Regions from separate parts of the Gasterosteus aculeatus genome. Here region 2 is linked to region 1. A link is a contact called in public Hi-C data. All regions are on one chromosome and are shown on one strand. Each heading gives the region's core, a stretch centred on a gene start, on an enhancer-like site or on the middle of the called end of the contact. The rest is flanking DNA. Distances are from core to core; before and after follow the strand shown.

The links. Hi-C and Micro-C count contacts between places; a contact is called where the count stands out from the background.
Region 2: a contact with region 1 is called in a Hi-C map of whole body, with 2.1 times the contacts expected there. The contact joins the promoter of col28a1a here to the enhancer-like site in region 1. A contact is called at or near these places in 3 of 6 Hi-C or Micro-C datasets (skeletal muscle, tail fin and whole body).

What each region holds. Positions count from the first base shown.
Region 1 is chr10:2,019,576-2,023,602 of fGasAcu3.hap1.1, forward strand. No RefSeq gene overlaps it. Among protein-coding and RNA genes, the nearest start is that of LOC144383600, 5.5 kb to the left of the region's middle. Within about 2 kb of position 2,261, at least 1 of the 9 cell types and tissues checked has open chromatin away from gene starts, as enhancers often do.
Region 2 is chr10:2,057,946-2,061,972 of fGasAcu3.hap1.1, forward strand. col28a1a (collagen, type XXVIII, alpha 1a) reads left to right here and starts at 2,155. Exons shown (of 35, transcript XM_040189405.2): 1 at 2,155-2,338; 2 at 3,329-3,475. The coding sequence starts at 3,349.

The DNA.
Region 1 (4,027 bases), core at 1,011-3,510:
TGTACTGAATATTTGACACATTTGACACATTAAACTCAGTTCACGAAGCTGCAGCCACATAGGGGATAAACTCATTTAAATAGGAGGGGGGCAGGGGGGAGACTTTCTTGGGTGTTCGTGTTCTAGATGGCTACGGTTCCAGTTTTGTTTTTTGCTGGTGAAGCAATTTGGGGAGCAGCCCTGTGAATAAATGGCAGCGTAATGGCACTAGAAAGCTGTGGTTTACCTTTTCAGGGCAATTAAGGAACACAGTTGTCCATATTAATGCAGATATAGCCCCAATAAATGGAAACCTCTGAGGAGAGAAAGCACAGACTCCAGGGAGGATGCGACTTTGCATTGATGTGCATTTTTGAGATTTGAATTCATATAGAAAGAGAGAGAGAAAAGGAGAGAGAAGCTTAGTGTGTCCTAGGAAGTCCCCTGGCAGTCTAGCCCTCTAGCGGATTTGTTTTTTCTACGGTCCAGGCTGACCTGAGCGATCCCTAACTATAAACCTGAGCCAGCCCTAAGTATAAACCTGAACCAGCCCAAACTATATAGAAATTAGGGCTGTCAATAGATTTTTTTTAAATTAACTAACTAATCGCACATTTCTAAATTCATTCATCTTGATTAATGGCGATTAATAAATTTGTTGTTTTTAATACAATTTCTTTTAAGACTAAATCTAAGTAATGAGTAATCACTTTTAAAAACATGTATTTTAGACACTGTTGTTTAATTGTTAATATTATTTTAAACACAAAATTACATTTGATCATCTTGGAGACAGAATTCCACCGGGTGGAACATGTTGAACCAGCAACTCTTCCAGCTAGCTTAGCCCAGCAGCTAGCTTAGCATAGCGGTGCTTTAAGTGGTCAGTTTGCCCCTCACCCCCTTTCTGTTTGACACATGGAGGAATTCCTCTGCACAGTTCTCTGTTGTATGTCGCGCCTCTGTTTATTTTACTTCCAATGCAAAAAGCTCTCCATCTTGAGCTACCGTCTCGTTTTCTCCGATGTAACTGACTGCAGCTAGAAGCCGTTTTGTCTCTGCTGCTTTTATTTGAATTTATCATTATTAATTGACTTTACTACTCAACTACTTATACACTTACAGCATGAATTTGGAGATCAAGTTGAGTCAAACAAAAATAGTCGGTAGCGCAGTTTCTTCGATCAGAGGATGGGGCGACTTGGGGGTAGTTGAGAGCTTTGTAAAGAAAATTTACTTTTTAAAACTTGTAGTATTGAGGGAAATCTCTGCAGTTGAACGGCCTGCAATTTAATTGGCCACTACCCCTTCCAATGCACGTCGAATGAAAGTACTTTGTTTTGTTACTGATCGGGCAGATTGTCAGATTATCTCTATTGAAAGAACCCAAATAAAAAGTGTTTTTCCCCTTTGACTTGATCCGATTGGTTTGCTGTTTTGTCCAATCAAGTCCCACTTCCCAAGACTGTTTTAATGCTGTGATTACCAACAAGGCCTCGTTGCTCAAATGCTTCTACCAATGAATCAATAAAGAACAATCCCCAAAATAGACATGTTTGTGTGGAAGAAGAAAATCAACACCCAATGAACAAAAAACATTGATTATGTTTGTACATTAATCAGGCTACATCCACACTGCTCCGTTAAACAATCTCCATCCACAGGGCGGTTTCAGCATAATTTTTGAGATGATCTGCTTCTACTTGGCCACCTTCGTAGACTCATGACCATTAACGTACACTAGAGATGATACGGTCAGGTAATCTGACAAATCTGGGAAGGATACGTCATGAATGGTAAGAACCAATGAAGTAGCGAACGTGGGTGTGGTTTTGAAAGTGTTCTCACTATAAAAGTGTAGTCAGAGAGGTCCTGAATACATGTACCCAGGCCATTGTTTGGAATTATTGAAAAAACTGTTTTTATAGGACAACAGATATGTCAACCAAGGGTTGAGGTGTTAAATGGGATTAAAAAGGAGGGAAAATTTACCTGTCAAGAAATATGATCTCTGACTTATGACTTGCCTGTGTGGACATCTCGGCTTTGAATCTGGCTTTTCATTAGCTTGTGAAAAAAAAACAGCAGGTCACAAAAAAAAACAGCTATGCGGATCCAGTCAGGGGAGCGCCGGGGGGTTGCGTTTAACCTCCGAGCTCTGCCTCCATGTCAGCAGGTCTGATTGGCTGAATGAGGGGGGCTCTGATTAAGGACCACTCTCACTAACTAGCCGCTCATTTAAAAGGCTTGATTGTTTCGCAACGGGAATGCAGAGTGAAGGGCAAAGCAACCGGTGTGATAATGTGGTGAACTCTGGGATGTCGTCATCCACCCGCAGGTCAGGTGTTCCAGCAGTTGGTTGCTGATTTGATGTCGTCCATCACCTTTTTTTTGTTTGTTTATGATAAATAGGGATTAGATGTACCAGGAAGCTTCGTCTGAATAGAGAAAACAGCAGCATGGCTAAGAAGGGGAGGAAACAGAGGATTACAAGAGTCTTGCTGCTACCTAATTTGATTTTAAAGAGTCTTACCTTTGTTCTGTGTGCCCTGTTTGGATTTTCTGGGAGGTGGAGATTAGTGCAGGAAAATCGAGTTTGTGACAAAGCCGATTAGCAGTTGAAACGGGGCCAACAATGGTTTTCTTCTTATGTGAGGATGTTTTAGTTAGCAGGAGGCATCTGCTTGTGCTCCAGCTGGACTGTGGTGCTTTACTGCCACCTACTGGATGATTGAACTCTTACGTGTCAGATAAAATGTATTATTCCTTTAAAAATGTTGAACATTATACCACTACGGTGGTTCTCTAATGTAGTAATGAAAATGTAGTCTGTAATAAATTAGATTTTGATCCTAGCAATATTTTAAACTTTAAATGTATGATTTTTCTAGAGCTATAAAATAAATCTCCCCATGGTCCAATTAGTAGCTTTTCTGAAAGTCTTTTTTCGCACAATTTTTCACACACACATTTTCTAATTTAATTATTTTTGGTAAATAAATGATTCAAGGTAGTGTTTTTCTATCCTACACCCCCATTTATCTGTTTTTCTAAAGCACTGTGAGACACGTGTCTCCTGCTACTGGGCCCTCGGCCCTTTAAACGGAGAGCCCACAAAGCAAAGCACTCAACAATTCTCTCCGTACGTTTTACATTTTCATTTGGACTTTAAGACTCACGACAGCACAGAAGGATCGAACACACAAGCTCAGGTATTCTAAGATGCCCACCACCTGCCCTCTGATTATTATCTCGATTATCTGTTTACATTCCATGGTGAATAATTATTTCAGTGCTTTTATTCCTGGAGATATTTTGGGCAAAGTAATAAGTAGTATAAGACCTATTCTGGATTCACTCATTCTGGTTGAGTTTAAAAGTCATATAATTGTGGGAATTCTGTCAGGCTCAGTGAATAGACACCTGATGACGCGGTTGAATATAATCAATATCTTCTGTCGGTTTCCCCCGCCGTCTTATTTTGAGTAAATGTAAGACTTGAAGACCAACACGGCACATTGTAAAAATATGGAAACAAATCTTTTCTTTTCTGTGGTGATTCTACATAATATAGAAAATGGCAGACATTAAAACATGGCATAATAAAAACACTGCAAAATAACCTTGCCAGACTATTTGTTGGTGAAGAAAGAAGGAAAACAAAATGGGATGTGGGATTCAAATAAAAAAGACAAAATTATTAGAAAAAAATATATATTCCAAACAAGTACATGTCCAAAGTATAAGCAAAATAAACTTACAATGTGTCAACATTATCACGTATTTGTGGGACATATATTAAGTTTGCAATATGTCACTGGTTCCGAGGACTACCAGTTCAATTTCCATACCAATCAATACAGGTTGTCACATATGAATATCTGCAAATCAATCTATCCCTCCGTAGAAGTAGGAGTGGATTTCTCAACTTTTTATTTATTCAGTTGTTTATTGATTAATCATTTTTATTTTCTTTGAATTTGTTTTGACTTTGACTGAATAAATAATCTGTGATAGCATTCCTTCCTAAATAAACCAGATTATTTTA
Region 2 (4,027 bases), core at 905-3,404, 38 kb after region 1:
GTTTCTAAGTCTTGAGCTGACATGAGCCCTCTAAGTCGTGCGACATTTTTGAGGTGGTAGTAGGCCGATTTTGTTACTGATTTGATGTGACTCTCCAAGTGTAAATCTGAATCCATAATAACCCCCAGATTTCTGGCTTAATTTGATGTTTTCAGGGACAGAGAGTGAAGGTGTTGGGTTTTAAACCTTTCTTTTTAGCACCAAATACAATGATCTCAGTTTTGTCTTCATTTAGTTGTAGGAAATTTTGACACATCCAGTCTTTGATTTGCTCAATGCACTGGCACGGAAGATCTATGGGGCGATAGTCGTTTGGTGATAGCGATACATAGATTTGGGTGTCATCAGCGTAGCAATGGTGGTCAATTTTATTTCTTTGCATGATTTGTCCTAGTGGGAGCATGTAGATGTTGAATAAAGTCGGCACTAAGATCGAACCTTGGGGGACTCCACACGTTACGTCAGTTGTTTCTGATACGAAGTCACCAATGGAAACAAAATAGTTCCTGTCTTGTAGATATGACCTGAACCAGCTTAAGACTGTGCCTGAGAGCCCCACCCAGTTTTCCAACCTGTCCAAAAGTATTGAGTGGTCGACAGTATCAAATGCAGCACTGAGGTCTAATAGCATTAATATTGAAGTTTTGCCAGAGTCTGTGTTAAGACGGATGTTTAGCATGTTTAGCTCACTGTCTAGCATCAGAAAGCAGCTGGGAATTTTGACAAAATTACAGACTATCATCCTATCTTATTAGCTTAATTTCACTATGCAGTTCTTTATCTTAATCAAAAGAGAATTTTTCCCAGATATTCTGAATGTCACCTCATGTTAGCCTACCAACCTTTGACCACTTGTTATATTAACAGGTGTGTAATTGTGCACCAGTTCACTTCAGAAGACTGTTTATTCCTAGCAGTAGCAAACTGATATGTTATAAACGTAGAGGATCTATGGAGGAATGTTTTCTCTGGGGTTGCAGGCAACAAGCTCAATGATTGGTAACTTCTTGCAGCAAAGAGCAGTGGCAGGTCAAAGACATATCCGTGATTTATGTGAGGAATCGGGCGTGATGCGTCGTCCCGGCCTGTCTATATGAGTTATTGGAGCAGCTAATTAAGATTTCTCATACCGACATCCTCCAGGTCTCTTGCAGTCACTAAACCTTCTCGGGTTTCACATTTGGCTCCATAAAGATTAGTTTGAGAACATCCCTTTTTCTCTCCACCACCCTGATAGAGCCATATTTTCAGTCCAACCTCAGAGTACATGTTCTGTCTTCTTCACCCTACATTACACCCTGTTATTGTGTTGACTTTGTCTTGGATGCTATCCAGATATTCCTTGCAGTGAAAGATGGCTGGTAGATGCAATAACTTGTACATGCTACCTGCTACTTTTTAAGTTGCACTTAAAAAACAAATATAATTTTGAAAGTGGTGGAAATAGACTTCAAAGTTCAGTACTTTAAGCTTCTTTTGTCAATCATTTTAAAACAATGAAATTAATAGTTACATGTAAAAAGTGATGAGCCATTACTCATTAACCTGGTGTCCAACAGGCAGATGTTTTCCAAAAAGACAAGCTCTGACAAACCTACAACAAAGAGAAGGATACTTTTTTCTCCTGAGCAGTTGGTGGAGACCAAAGCAGAGCCAGAAGGGAGCGAATGTTACACATGTTTCCTTTCACAACATTTATCACATGTTTACAACTCTGACTTGGATGGATGGAGAGATTCCCATAGTTGTGTGGGGGGACAGCTACAACAATACACATCTCTCACATTCATGATTACACAATAATAGTTGGAATAATTTACGTGGTACAGCAATAGAATAACAGTAGAGATACTCCTTAACGATTACCTGATCATTTTTCTGTGACTGCAGGAGTTTTACATCTAAATGATTCCTTTTTCTTTCTCTTTGTGCTTTTCGATGTGTAAAAGGTTCCGCTGTTGTTGCATTGCCACCTATTTCAACTGAGTCCGTGATTAGTGAAAAAACGCTTCAAGCTACGACAGTTTGTCAGAACAAGTAGCCTTCAAAATAAAAGCAGCTGGCTATTTGAAGAACTACGAACTGCATCTTATATACTCATAATTGCATGTTGAAATTATGGAAGTATTTTCATATGTAAAGTTCTAGTTCCCAACCACTTTTAAAAAAGACGAAAGATGCAACGTATTCATGTGGAGCTTTACTTTGAAGGGGGCCAATAAGAAGTCTGTTTGTAATGTGGGAGACTTTCCCCGGTGTACTGTGGCCATCAGAACGAGGCACGCGTGCTGCTCTCACTAATGGATTAAGCCGGGGCTCTTATTCTCCCAACACACAGGTATGGCTCCTTTAAGCTTGGGGAACTCTTATGAAATATGTACATCATACTCTTTTAGGATGTTTTATTTTACTTTGTGGTACTTATGGTACCAGACACATGTTGTATATAGAAGTGGTTGAAATGGTGGAAAGTTTAGTTTTGTGGCACTACAGTAACAGCAGCAATTGCAGTTTACTCACATTTCTAAAAACAGTTTTGATTCCAAATATAATACCACCACTTCACAGGTAGAAGTATTATCTGAATAACCAGCAATATGTAGGCATGGTAATTGGCTGTAATCAAAGTATTTCTGTAGCAACACTCCAGCAGTATTCATAATACAATAGAATTATGAATCAAACCAATAATAGCACAATAAGGCTGATAGCAGTAATTGTAGTTTGTGGAAGTAGAAGCGATTAACATAATGCTATTATTTGTAGTAATTGCATCAGTGGTTTTGATAGGGGTGGGTGACATTAATAAAATCACGTTCTGCATATGCGTATTGCATGAAACCCTTTTAGATACTTCAAATGGCTAAAGTAGCCACATAGGTGCCAAAATCCTTTAGAATAAAATAATTAGATGACACAAGTCAGTCCTTTTCCATATATTGACCTTAAACCACAGTATGTATCGCCCCATTTCCCAACCTAGATGCTAGAGCAGCATTATTAGTATAATCGCCAGAACCACCAAAATGTAGTTCTGGCAGTTGATGTCTCAGAAGCATTCAAAATACAAACACTAGTATTAGTATTAGCATATGGTGATACGTGCAGCAGTACTAGTGGCAGATGTATCGAGGTAAAGGTAATAGTGATGATCTCTAACAGCATCTGGAAGACGAGGGGAATCGCCTGAGAGTGATCCTGTCTCCCACTTTTGCCCATGTGAAATTCCCGCCAACCAGTGATAATGTAACCGCTCAAATCTGCAACAAGTCTTCCTGCAGCCTCATTTACCACCAGTGCTGCTATATCCTTCTCTATATTTCTCCAGGCTATCGGCTGTACTAAACAATGACTATGCGGTGGCTCGAAAAGGTTCTGATCCTCACATTGGCCCTATCAAGTCCAACTACATGCCAAAAAAGAAAAGGGAAAGGACAAAGAGATGATTACCAGGTCATCATCAATGAGGCCAAAAGTAAGTGTGTTGAATAGAAATGAAATGTATAATGTATCACCTTGTCCAAAGACTTAGTACATTCTAGATTATTACACATCTTACATTATGTCAAAGCAACGAGCTGTGGCTGTTTACACAGGCGTGAGTTAAAGGACTTCAAGGGGACACATCATACTTTTTTTTAGGTTTGGGTATTTTGTGTTTTTTTTAACCATAAAATGCTTAAATACAGTCGCCATTGATTGTGAGCAATATATTGTGCCTTTTAGCAAATGTAGTTCTCTAGACGTGGCCTAATGAACCAGCATGTACTGTAGTGCCACTTTTTGTTGGTTGGTAAGCACTGAGAGGGCGCTATGCTTCTGGGAAGACACTGTCCAATGAGTAGTTTCACAGGGGTTACGTCATACGGAAGAACCAGAAGTTGCTGCCTCGACAAGAGTGTTTTCTATTTTGTCAAAGGGGTACATTTCTGTACAAAACTTGATCATTAAGACAGGACATCAGAATACAGGGCTGGGGTGTGATACATTATAGCAAACGGCTGTAGTGTTTTCCAGGTGGGGTGTG